Linked DNA regions of Mus musculus: regions 1 and 2 are each linked to region 3. Evidence: chromatin contacts called from public HiChIP or PLAC-seq and promoter capture Hi-C data. All regions are on one chromosome and are shown on one strand. The core of a region is the stretch at or near the end of the contact, and the rest is flanking DNA. Distances in the headings are between cores, read along the strand shown.

Region 1 (3,037 bases), core at 348-2,847, 130 kb after region 3:
TCAGTACCTCATTAAAGAAACATTTTAAAATCTCATCTTTTATAAGTCTAATTTTTTAGGACAAAAATTGCATAAAACATATTATCCCAATTTAAAAGTCTCTTTAGAGACCTTGGTTGACTCATAACATGTGTTGTTGCCCAGGATGATTTTAACCCTGAGTTGTTTTAAACCAACTTTCTGTTACTGATACTGTAGATTATTAACTATATATCATAAATTATAAATTAATATTTTGTAAATAAGACATGAAGATTATATTAAACTTACATATTTAAGACTGGTCAAAAATAAACATGCAGTGGCCACATATATTTATACATTTAAAACAGACAATTTTTTTAAGCTGTAATTTTAAGAACGGAATACCTTGCTACTTGTTGAATCCAGTTCTCATGGGCATAGATGTTTTGTAGCTGTCAGATTACTTACCAGGGAGGCTGAGAAGCTGCTGACCCCTTTAAGAGCAGCCTGCACATAGCCCCTGGCTTACTGCCATTTTGATCCAGGCAGGAGGCAGGGCTCTGGGGACAGCACCAACTTGTCAGTTTTTGTTGTCCCGATTTAGTCACTTTTTTCTAAAAATTCTTGAAATGAGTTAAAACTAAGTCAGGGGGTAAACAACCATTTCTGCAGACCCAGACGTCCCATAGTCAGAGTTTTGATGGAGGAGAGACTGAGTTTTACAGATAGTGATGCGCATCAGTCCCCAAGGGTGGTGGACCTGCTGGCCACTCGTTCCTGCCAAAGATAGTTAGTTTCCCAACCATACAGTTACACTTAGATTTTTTTTGTCAGGCATTTGAAGTCCTTCAAGTGTAATTGCACTTGAACCTAGTCAATGGAGTGGAGCTGGCTGGTCGGCCCATGGTGTCTCTCAAAGTAATAGGGGAGAACAAATAAATCACAACCACACAAAGCACACAATAAGTCTGTAGGTGTTGGAAAAAGAAACCAAATGAAGCTGATGGTGGCCTCTCCTGGTATCATGCCCCACCTATCAGGATAACTCACTAGCCTTCACCAAACACTGTGTTTGGCTGGAGTTCTCCAATGCTCCCACTGCCACTGAGAGGTCGCTGGAGTTGGCCTTAAAAAAAATCACCCTACACTGAACAGAGCAAAAGACAACTCCAAGCAAGACAGGACAAAAGACAAAACACAAAGACACAGGACAGACAGAAGCACCTCAGCTTACCAATTGGTGGAGAACCAATTGCTTCCCTAAAAAAAACAAAAACAAAAACCTGCTCAGCTAACAAGGGTAGGGGGGCAGCAGCAATCCTGGATGAGCGCCCAAATGTTACGGTCCAAGAACCACTGAAGGAAGAACCCAGACTCAAGTAATATGCAAAGAAAGAGGGTTTATTCTGCAGAAATTACCAGCATGCAGGGTCAACCATTCATCAAAACAGCAACTTGGAAGTGAGCGCACAGGCTCAATTTAAAGCTGATTAGGGAAATTCCAGGGAGTAGTCGGTGAGTGATCTTTACCCTTACTGGTTCGCTCTATCTCTAGGGGTACAGGTGACTCTGGGCTTGGTTAGGGCTCTAGGGGCTTTCCGGAACCATTGCTGGGGGCTGGGGACTTTCTAGAACTGTTGCTGATGAACAGTTCCTGGCTCAGGCCAGATGGTGGGGCAGTTCCTGACTGGCTGCCTGTGTGCTGTGGCTCTTGCCTGAACTGGTTTGTTCAGTTCTGGGAATCAGAAACTTACACCTAGTTCCTTGAACTGGCATTTTGTAGCCTGTCATGGAGTCAGCCTAGCTCAGTCCTCTCATCCTGACACATGATTAAAGAATATGGTTCCCAACAGTGGGGTGGAGGTAGTGTGGGGGTGGCTGGTGGTCATGGGTTACTCACACTGATATGGCCTCCCTGATGCATTTTACCACCTCAGTGATGTTGCTTTCTGGGTGTGGCTAAACCCAGTTAAGAGAAACTGAAACTCTGTCAGCTCTTTAGAAGCAGGGTGCCCTGTGTTCATGGCAATAGGTTATTTAACTTCCTTTTAAGTCTCAAACCTATAGGATGTCTGAGCATGAGAGTGATGATAGACCATACAGACTAGGTTACCCAGTGGCTTTTGTTCAAACTCTGAGAATCTGATAATATTATCTTTTCCATGCTTCCTGTATTTATACTGGGCATTGGTTTTTCTCAGAATTATGTCTCTTGATATTATTCTGTGTATTATTTGTGACATTAGTTAGCTTCTACTAAATTAAATATAATCCAGAGGCTAGAGAATAAAGTGTTGGCAGTCAAAGCATGATGATGCATGCTTGTAATCCTAGCACTCTGGAAGCTGAGGCAGGAGGATCATTGGGTGTGTGAACACAGCATGTGCTGCATAACAAGTTGCAGAATAGCTTGGACTCATAGTGAGACCATGAGTTGGGGTTGGGGGAGGAATGGAGTTAAGAATGCTTCCTGTACTTCCAGAAGACCCAAGTTGAGTTCCCAGCACCCCACATCTGGCAGCTCACAAAAGCTCCAGGGCACTGAGTGTTGCCTTCTGGTCTCTGCAGCCACCTCCACATCCATGGTGCACACAGGCATAAGAACACGCGCCTTTAATCCCAGTTCTTGGGAGGCAGAAACAGGAAGATTTTCATGATTTCAAGGCCAGCCTGGTTTACATGCAGAGTTCCAGGACAATCAGGACTACACAGAGGAAACCCTATCTTGAAAAACCGAGAGGGGCGGGGGGAGAGAGAGAGAGAGAGAGAGAGAGAGAGAGAGAGAGAGAGAGAGAGAGAATATTAATCTGTTAGCATGTTGTCTGTACGGTTTTGTTGTTTGTGAGACAAGATCTCACTGTGTACTCTGGTGGCTGGCATAGAATTCATATGTAGACCAGGCTAATCCAAAGCATACAGTAATCTCCCATTTCTGCCACTCAGATGCTGGGATCACTAAACTAAACTAAACTAAACTACAGGAATCCAGCCAAGCCTATCATCCCTTCCCCACTTCTGAAAAGCAGACGCAGGTCCACTTTAGGAAACACTTGCCCAGCAAACTCAAACGAGT
Region 2 (3,167 bases), core at 641-3,140, 230 kb after region 3:
AAGGGTCCAGCTTTATTCTACTGCTTGTGGAGACCCAACCTTCCCAGCATCATTTGGCTTTCTCCATTCAAAGTTCTTGTACTTCTTGACAAAGATCATTTTATCTTGAGCTTGGAGTGTAACTAATTAGCAAAATACTTAGTATCTACTACCTAGGCCCTGGGTTGAATCCCAGAAACACACACACACACACACACACACACACACACACACACACACAGAGAGACAGAGGCAGACAGACAGACAGACATAATAATCATGTAAATGTATATGTGAAATTTGGGAGATTTGGGGGTTTTGTTGTTGTTCTGATTTTGTTTTTTCTTTTCCTTTCTTTCTTTCCTTTCCTTTCCTTTTCTCTTTTTACATAGGGTTTCTCTCTGTGGTAGCGCTGGCTGTCCTGGCACTAACTTTGTAGACCAGGCTGGTCTTGAACTGAGAAATCTGCTTGCCTCTGCCTGGAGACTGGTGGGATTAAAGATGAGCATCCTGTGCCTAGCTTGATTTTGTGTTTATTTACCTTTTTGAGTCAGGATCTCACTTTTTCTTGTTTGAAATTTTTTTTATTTACTCTTATGTGTGTGTGCACATGCACAGTACTTGTGGAGAGCAGAAGAGGGCATCGAATCTCCAGGAGCTGGAGTTACAGGCAGCTATGCCACCCGATCCCAGTACTGAGAACTGAACCCTGGTCCTCTGGAAGAGCAGCAAGTGCTCTTAACCACAAAGCCATCACTCCAGTCCCCTCCAACTTGGTTGTGTGTGTGTGTGGTTTTTTTTTTTTTTTTTTTTTTTTTTTTTTTTTTTTTTTTTTGGCAAGTTTGCTCTGACTACTTGAGGGTCTGTGTGTGCCTGTGTGGGCATGTATCACAGCTTTTGCAAGAACCAGTTTTCTTCTACCCTGTAGGTCCTGGGAGTTGAACTCGGTCCATCAGGTTTGGCAGCAAGTAACTTTACCCACTGAGCCATCTCATCCCCCCTTTTCTTGGCCGTCTTTACTCCACTGTCTCTGTCCTGTTTCACTTGGCTTTACATATAACAATATACGATTTAGGGCTGGTGAGATGGCTCAGTGGGTAAGAGCACCCGACTGCTCTTCCGAAGGTCGGAAGTTCAAATCCCAGCAACCACATGGTGGCTCACAACCACCCGTAATGAGATCCGATGCCCTCTTCTGGTGCGTCTGAAGACAGCTACAGTGTACTTTACATATAATAAATAAATAAATAAATAAATCTTTAAAAAAAAACAATATATGATTTAGTGGTGAGCTGCATTGTTCTGCTCTGGATCCTTCCCATTCCTGTTTGGTTGATGCCTAGGCTCTTCAGTGCCAGCACTCCATGCCTGATGGCCTCAGCCACAAAACAGCCCATGCAACAGCACTCTTGTCTCTCCCGTGTCTCTGCTCTCCATCCTACAGATACAGTTAAGGTCGGCCCTGTCTCCAGAAAACAGGCAGCCTGGGGCCGCGTTCTAACACCAGGGCTGGCTGCCTAAGAGCTCCTAGAAGCTTGGAGGACTTTCCCCTGTTGACTGAATGGTTTTGCTGTTGCTGTTATTTTTTAATCAGGGGGGCTTCTATAAGGCAAATGGCCTAAGGACTAGGCACATGGTGGCTAAGATCCCTTTCCTGCCCCAGCCTGCCTGGAGGTCCACTTCCACTTTATTTAGGGTTAGAGGGAAGCACTGTAGTCATCTCCTCCTGGAGGAGGCCTCATCCCATGCCTTTAGGACACCTGTGCCTCATTTGAATCTGGCCCAAACAGCAGTGTGGCCTGGATGGGGCAGAGGAAAGGGGACAGGCTGCTGGCTAGGGCTGAGGACTCTGTGCTGCTCATAGCTCCACCCCCAGGCCATCTGGTGTCCTGGCCTTTGCTGGAAGCAGTGGGATGCAGACATTAAAGGGAGAGGCTTAGACCATTACATTGGCTCCCTTCCTTCTTTGCACAACCCACCTTCGGTAAGCATCCAAGCCCAGGGCTTGTCATGAGGTTAAGGATGGGGGCAGTAAGTTAGACCTGCCTGCCTGCCTCTGCCTCTGCCTCTGCCTCTGCCTCTCTGCCTCTGCCTCTCTGCCTCTGCCTCTCTGCCTCTGCCTCTGCCTCTGCCTCTGCCTCTGCCTCTGCCTCTGCCTCTGCCTCTGCCTCTCTGCCTCTCTGCCTCTCTGCCTCTCTGCCTCTCTGCCTCTCTGCCTCTCTGCCTCTCTGCCTCTCTGCCTCTCTGCCTCTCTGCCTCTCTGCCTCTCTGCCTCTCTGCCTCTCTGCCTCTCTGCCTCTCTGCCTCTCTGCCTCTCTGCCTCTCTGCCTCTCTGCCTCTCTGCCTCTCTGCCTCTCTGCCTCTCTGCCTCTCTGCCTCTCTCTCTGCCTCTCTGCCTCTCTCTCTGCCTCTCCTGCCTCTCTGCCTCTCTGCCTCTCTGCCTCTCTCTCTGCCTCTCTGCCTCTCTGCCTCTCTCTCTGCCTCTCTGCCTCTCTCTCTGCCTCTCTGCCTCTCTCTCTGCCTCTCTGCCTCTCTCTCTGCCTCTCTGCCTCTCTCTCTGCCTCTCTGCCTCTCTCTCTGCCTCTCTGCCTCTCTCTCTGCCTCTCTGCCTCTCTCTCTGCCTCTCTGCCTCTCTCTCTGCCTCTCTGCCTCTCTGCCTCTCTCCCTCTCTGCCTCTCTCCCTCTCTGCCTCTCTCCCTCTCTGCCTCTCTCCCTCTCTGCCTCCCTCTCTGCCTCTCTGCCTCTCTGCCTCTCTGCCTCTCTGCCTCTCTGCCTCTCTGCCTCTCTGCCTCTCTGCCTCTCTGCCTCTCTGCCTCTCTGCCTCTCTGCCTCTCTGCCTCTCTGCCTCTCTGCCTCTCTGCCTCTCTCTCTGCCTCTCTGCCTCTCTCTCTGCCTCTCTCTCTGCCTCTCTCTCTGCCTCTCTCTCTGCCTCTCTCTCTGCCTCTCTCTCTGCCTCTCTGCCTCTCTGCCTCTCTGCCTCTCTGCCTCTCTGCCTCTCTGCCTCTCTGCCTCTCTGCCTCTCTGCCTCTCTGCCTCTCTGCCTCTCTGCCTCTCTGCCTCTGCCTCTGCCTCTGCCTCAGCAACGGCTAAGCCTGGAGTAGATAAGGTCCTGACCATACTCTTTCCTCTAGTGTTTTATTTACATTTTCAAACAGTTTTCTTTGTTTACTCTGTGTGTGTGTGTGTCT
Region 3 (2,987 bases), core at 72-2,571:
GCAGCAACAGCAGCATGGTAGCACACATGCCCAATACTTAGTCCTAGTACTTGGAAGGCTGAAAGGCTGAAGCAGGTGGATCTCTGAGTTTGAGGGCAGTCTGGTCTACAGAGTGAACTCCAAGACAGCCAGGAAAAACCTATTTTGCCCAGAGAAACCCTGTTTCTATGTAACAAAACAAAACAAAACAAAAAAGGCATCCTAGGATAATACCATCTCGACTATGAAAGGATGAAGGGATGGAGCACTAGCTAAGGCCATGTTAGAAAGGAGAAGCAGGCAGTGAAGTTTGTCCTGGGCGTGGAGTAGAAAAGGTAGAATTCCCCAGGGTGGGTTCCTCCCTCCCCAGCTCTCTTATTCTCTGCTGCCTAGGGACTCAAAACTGCCTATGACCACCCTGTGAGGAGCCCTCAAGAGCCCAGGTTCACGGAGCTAAGGCAGCTGCCTGGCTAAGAATACCTCTTCCTGCTCCATTACCCTGAGGTATTGAGAAAGCGTCTTACCAAGAGACAGCGGCTGAGTCCCGGGAAAGAGAGGTGGCAAAGCAGAATGGGCTTCACCCATCCTGGAAAGAGGACTCTGGATTCCAACCAACTACAGCTACATTCGTGTTTCAGAGACACTGGGTCCACAAAGCAAGGAGCGGATCAGAGGTGCCCCGGAATTCAAAGACCACACCTCTCCTGTACCAGGGCACCGGAGGAGAGGCATTTTCTACCGTCACTCTTCCCTTCTGTCCCATATATGCCTTCTCATGCTGAGGCCACAGTGACAGGATCCGAGCCAGAGGGCTAGGTCTTCACAGAAGTTACCTCCTCTAAGTATTACCACCCAGGGCGGGTCAGACTCCATTAATCTTTATGGGTCTTGGCACACAGGACAGGGCACAACATACCTTTCTCTGACACTTCTCTGAATAGGCACATGGAAAGATGATCTCTGACCACACAAGGTCTGTTCCATGTATCCCTTTCTGCAGCGCCCCCACCCCCGCATTACTCTGTCCAGTGCATTCCTGGTCTCCGTCTCCGTTCCCCACATGGTGAACTAGTGCCTGACAGTGTTCCTATGAAAGAGGGCCATGAGGAGAGAGGAGCCAGATTGTCCTGCAGCGTTCTAACCTCAACCAGATGGGTTGTGGGGATATAGGATGGTTCAGGAATACTCCTTCCCAGGTCACAACAACAGCCTTCTCACAGCTGGAAAGAGTCAGACAGAGCTGGAAAGAAAGCAGGGCCTTCGACAGGGCTCCGCCCGTAGCCCCGCCCCCAGCCCTGCCGCACCCACTGGGGCCCACCTCCCTTCGACTTTGATCCAAGTAGCTGTAGCAGCGGCAGCTAGAAGCAGCAGCTGGGGCCCCTGGTGAGGTGATCGTGCCATTGCCGTGTCCGTGGGTCCACAGCCAGGTGCTCAGACCACAAGCCAGAGAGAAAGGTTGGGTTTGCCAGGGACCAGGGCAGGGGGGCAGCTGCCCAGGAGCTTTCAGTACCGCTGCGTAAAGCTGGTCTCAGCTCGGACCCTGAGTCTGGTTCGATCAAGTCCTGGACCTTCTGGGATTCCCAAGGGGCCCCAGCTCAATGGGGCTGCCTCTGCCGCTGCTTCAATCCTCTCTTCTGCTAATGCTTCTTTTGCGGCTGTCGGCGGCGTCCACCAACCTGAACTGGCAGTGCCCACGAATACCCTACGCAGCCTCCCGAGACTTCAGTGTCAAGTACGTGGTCCCCAGCTTCTCCGCGGGGGGCCGGGTACAGGCCACCGCAGCCTACGAGGACAGTACAAATAGTGCGGTGTTTGTGGCCACACGCAATCACCTGCACGTGCTTGGGCCTGACCTGCAGTTCATAGAGAACCTGACCACTGGCCCTATCGGGAACCCTGGCTGCCAGACTTGTGCGAGCTGTGGTCCAGGCCCTCATGGACCACCAAAGGACACAGACACACTGGTGCTAGTGATGGAGCCAGGTTTGCCAGCCCTGGTCAGCTGTGGCTCAACCCTACAGGGCCGCTGCTTCCTGCATGAGCTGGAGCCTCGGGGGAAAGCCCTGCACTTAGCAGCTCCAGCCTGCCTATTCTCAGCAAACAATAACAAGCCTGAGGCCTGCACGGACTGTGTGGCTAGCCCCCTGGGCACTCGTGTGACTGTGGTGGAGCAGGGGCATGCTTCCTACTTCTATGTGGCATCTTCGCTAGACCCAGAGTTGGCCGCTAGCTTTAGCCCCCGCTCGGTGTCCATCCGTCGTCTAAAGTCTGATACTTCTGGATTCCAACCAGGTTTTCCGTCGCTGTCGGTGCTGCCCAAATATTTGGCCTCCTACCTCATCAAATATGTGTACAGCTTCCACTCGGGGGATTTTGTCTACTTTCTGACTGTCCAGCCCATCAGTGTCACAAGCCCTCCCAGTGCCTTGCATACACGTCTGGTCCGGCTCAATGCTGTAGAGCCAGAGATTGGTGACTACCGGGAGCTGGTCTTGGACTGTCATTTTGCACCTAAACGCCGGCGCCGTGGAGCCCCGGAGGGCACACAGCCCTACCCAGTGCTTCAGGCAGCCCACTCTGCTCCAGTGGATGCCAAACTGGCTGTGGAACTGAGCATTTCAGAGGGCCAGGAAGTGCTTTTTGGGGTCTTTGTGACCGTCAAGGATGGTGGCTCTGGCATGGGTCCCAACTCTGTTGTATGTGCCTTCCCCATTTACCACCTGAACATCCTGATTGAAGAGGGTGTCGAATATTGCTGTCACTCTTCAAATTCTTCTTCCCTGTTGTCGAGAGGCCTTGACTTCTTCCAGACGCCCAGTTTTTGTCCTAATCCGGTGAGCAGAAAGAGCGGGCCCCTGACCTGTGAGTACCCTGTGGAGCTGAATACGGGCTATTTCCTTGCTATCTCTGAAAGGGCCTGGGTGGGAAAAGGCAGTGGGCTAAGACACACAAATCATCAGCCATGTCCCGGAAGGTCACCCAGCACGAGGCTGTCATCCTTCCTGCCA

Evidence for each region. Promoter capture Hi-C pulls out the DNA fragments that hold promoters and counts their contacts. HiChIP or PLAC-seq counts read pairs in DNA pulled down with a chosen protein or histone mark.
Region 1: an H3K27ac HiChIP or PLAC-seq map of embryonic stem cells shows a contact between it and region 3, with 4 times the contacts expected there. The contact joins the enhancer-like site here to the promoter of Mst1r in region 3. A contact is called at or near these places in 5 of 39 promoter capture datasets (the 3T3-L1 cell line, 3T3-L1-derived adipocytes, embryonic stem cells and 2 more), 24 of 484 Hi-C or Micro-C datasets (the AML12 cell line, the C10 cell line, the G1E-ER4 cell line and 17 more), 41 of 115 datasets of contacts at active chromatin or transcription factors (the 230-238 cell line, DN3 thymocytes, the NIH/3T3 cell line and 26 more) and 4 of 9 other capture datasets (adipose tissue, embryonic stem cells, liver and 1 more).
Region 2: a contact with region 3 is called in a promoter capture Hi-C map of fetal liver, with 8 times the contacts expected there. The contact joins the promoter of 4930447F24Rik here to the promoter of Mst1r in region 3. A contact is called at or near these places in 6 of 39 promoter capture datasets (3T3-L1-derived adipocytes, the C10 cell line, embryonic stem cells and 3 more), 2 of 115 datasets of contacts at active chromatin or transcription factors (embryonic stem cells and pancreatic cancer cells) and 3 of 9 other capture datasets (embryonic stem cells, liver and pancreatic islet).

Annotation. Positions count from the first base shown.
Region 1 is chr9:108,033,839-108,036,875 of GRCm38.p6, forward strand. The region is part of intron 3 of Ip6k1 (inositol hexaphosphate kinase 1); the gene reads left to right. Among named protein-coding and RNA genes, the nearest start is that of Gmppb, 14 kb to the right of the region's middle. Within about 2 kb of position 1,598, at least 89 of the 459 cell types and tissues checked have an H3K27ac peak or open chromatin away from gene starts, as enhancers often do. A contact at or near this core is called in the 230-238 cell line, the G1E-ER4 cell line, embryonic stem cells and 4 more, where this site is marked.
Region 2 is chr9:108,131,828-108,134,994 of GRCm38.p6, forward strand. It overlaps 4930447F24Rik (RIKEN cDNA 4930447F24 gene), which reads left to right and starts at 1,891. Exons shown (of 3, transcript NR_126078.1): 1 at 1,891-1,963. All of the region lies in intron 2 of Bsn (bassoon), which reads right to left.
Region 3 is chr9:107,905,568-107,908,554 of GRCm38.p6, forward strand. It overlaps Mst1r (macrophage stimulating 1 receptor (c-met-related tyrosine kinase)), which reads left to right and starts at 1,322. Exons shown (of 19, transcript NM_009074.2): 1 at 1,322-2,813. The coding sequence starts at 1,578.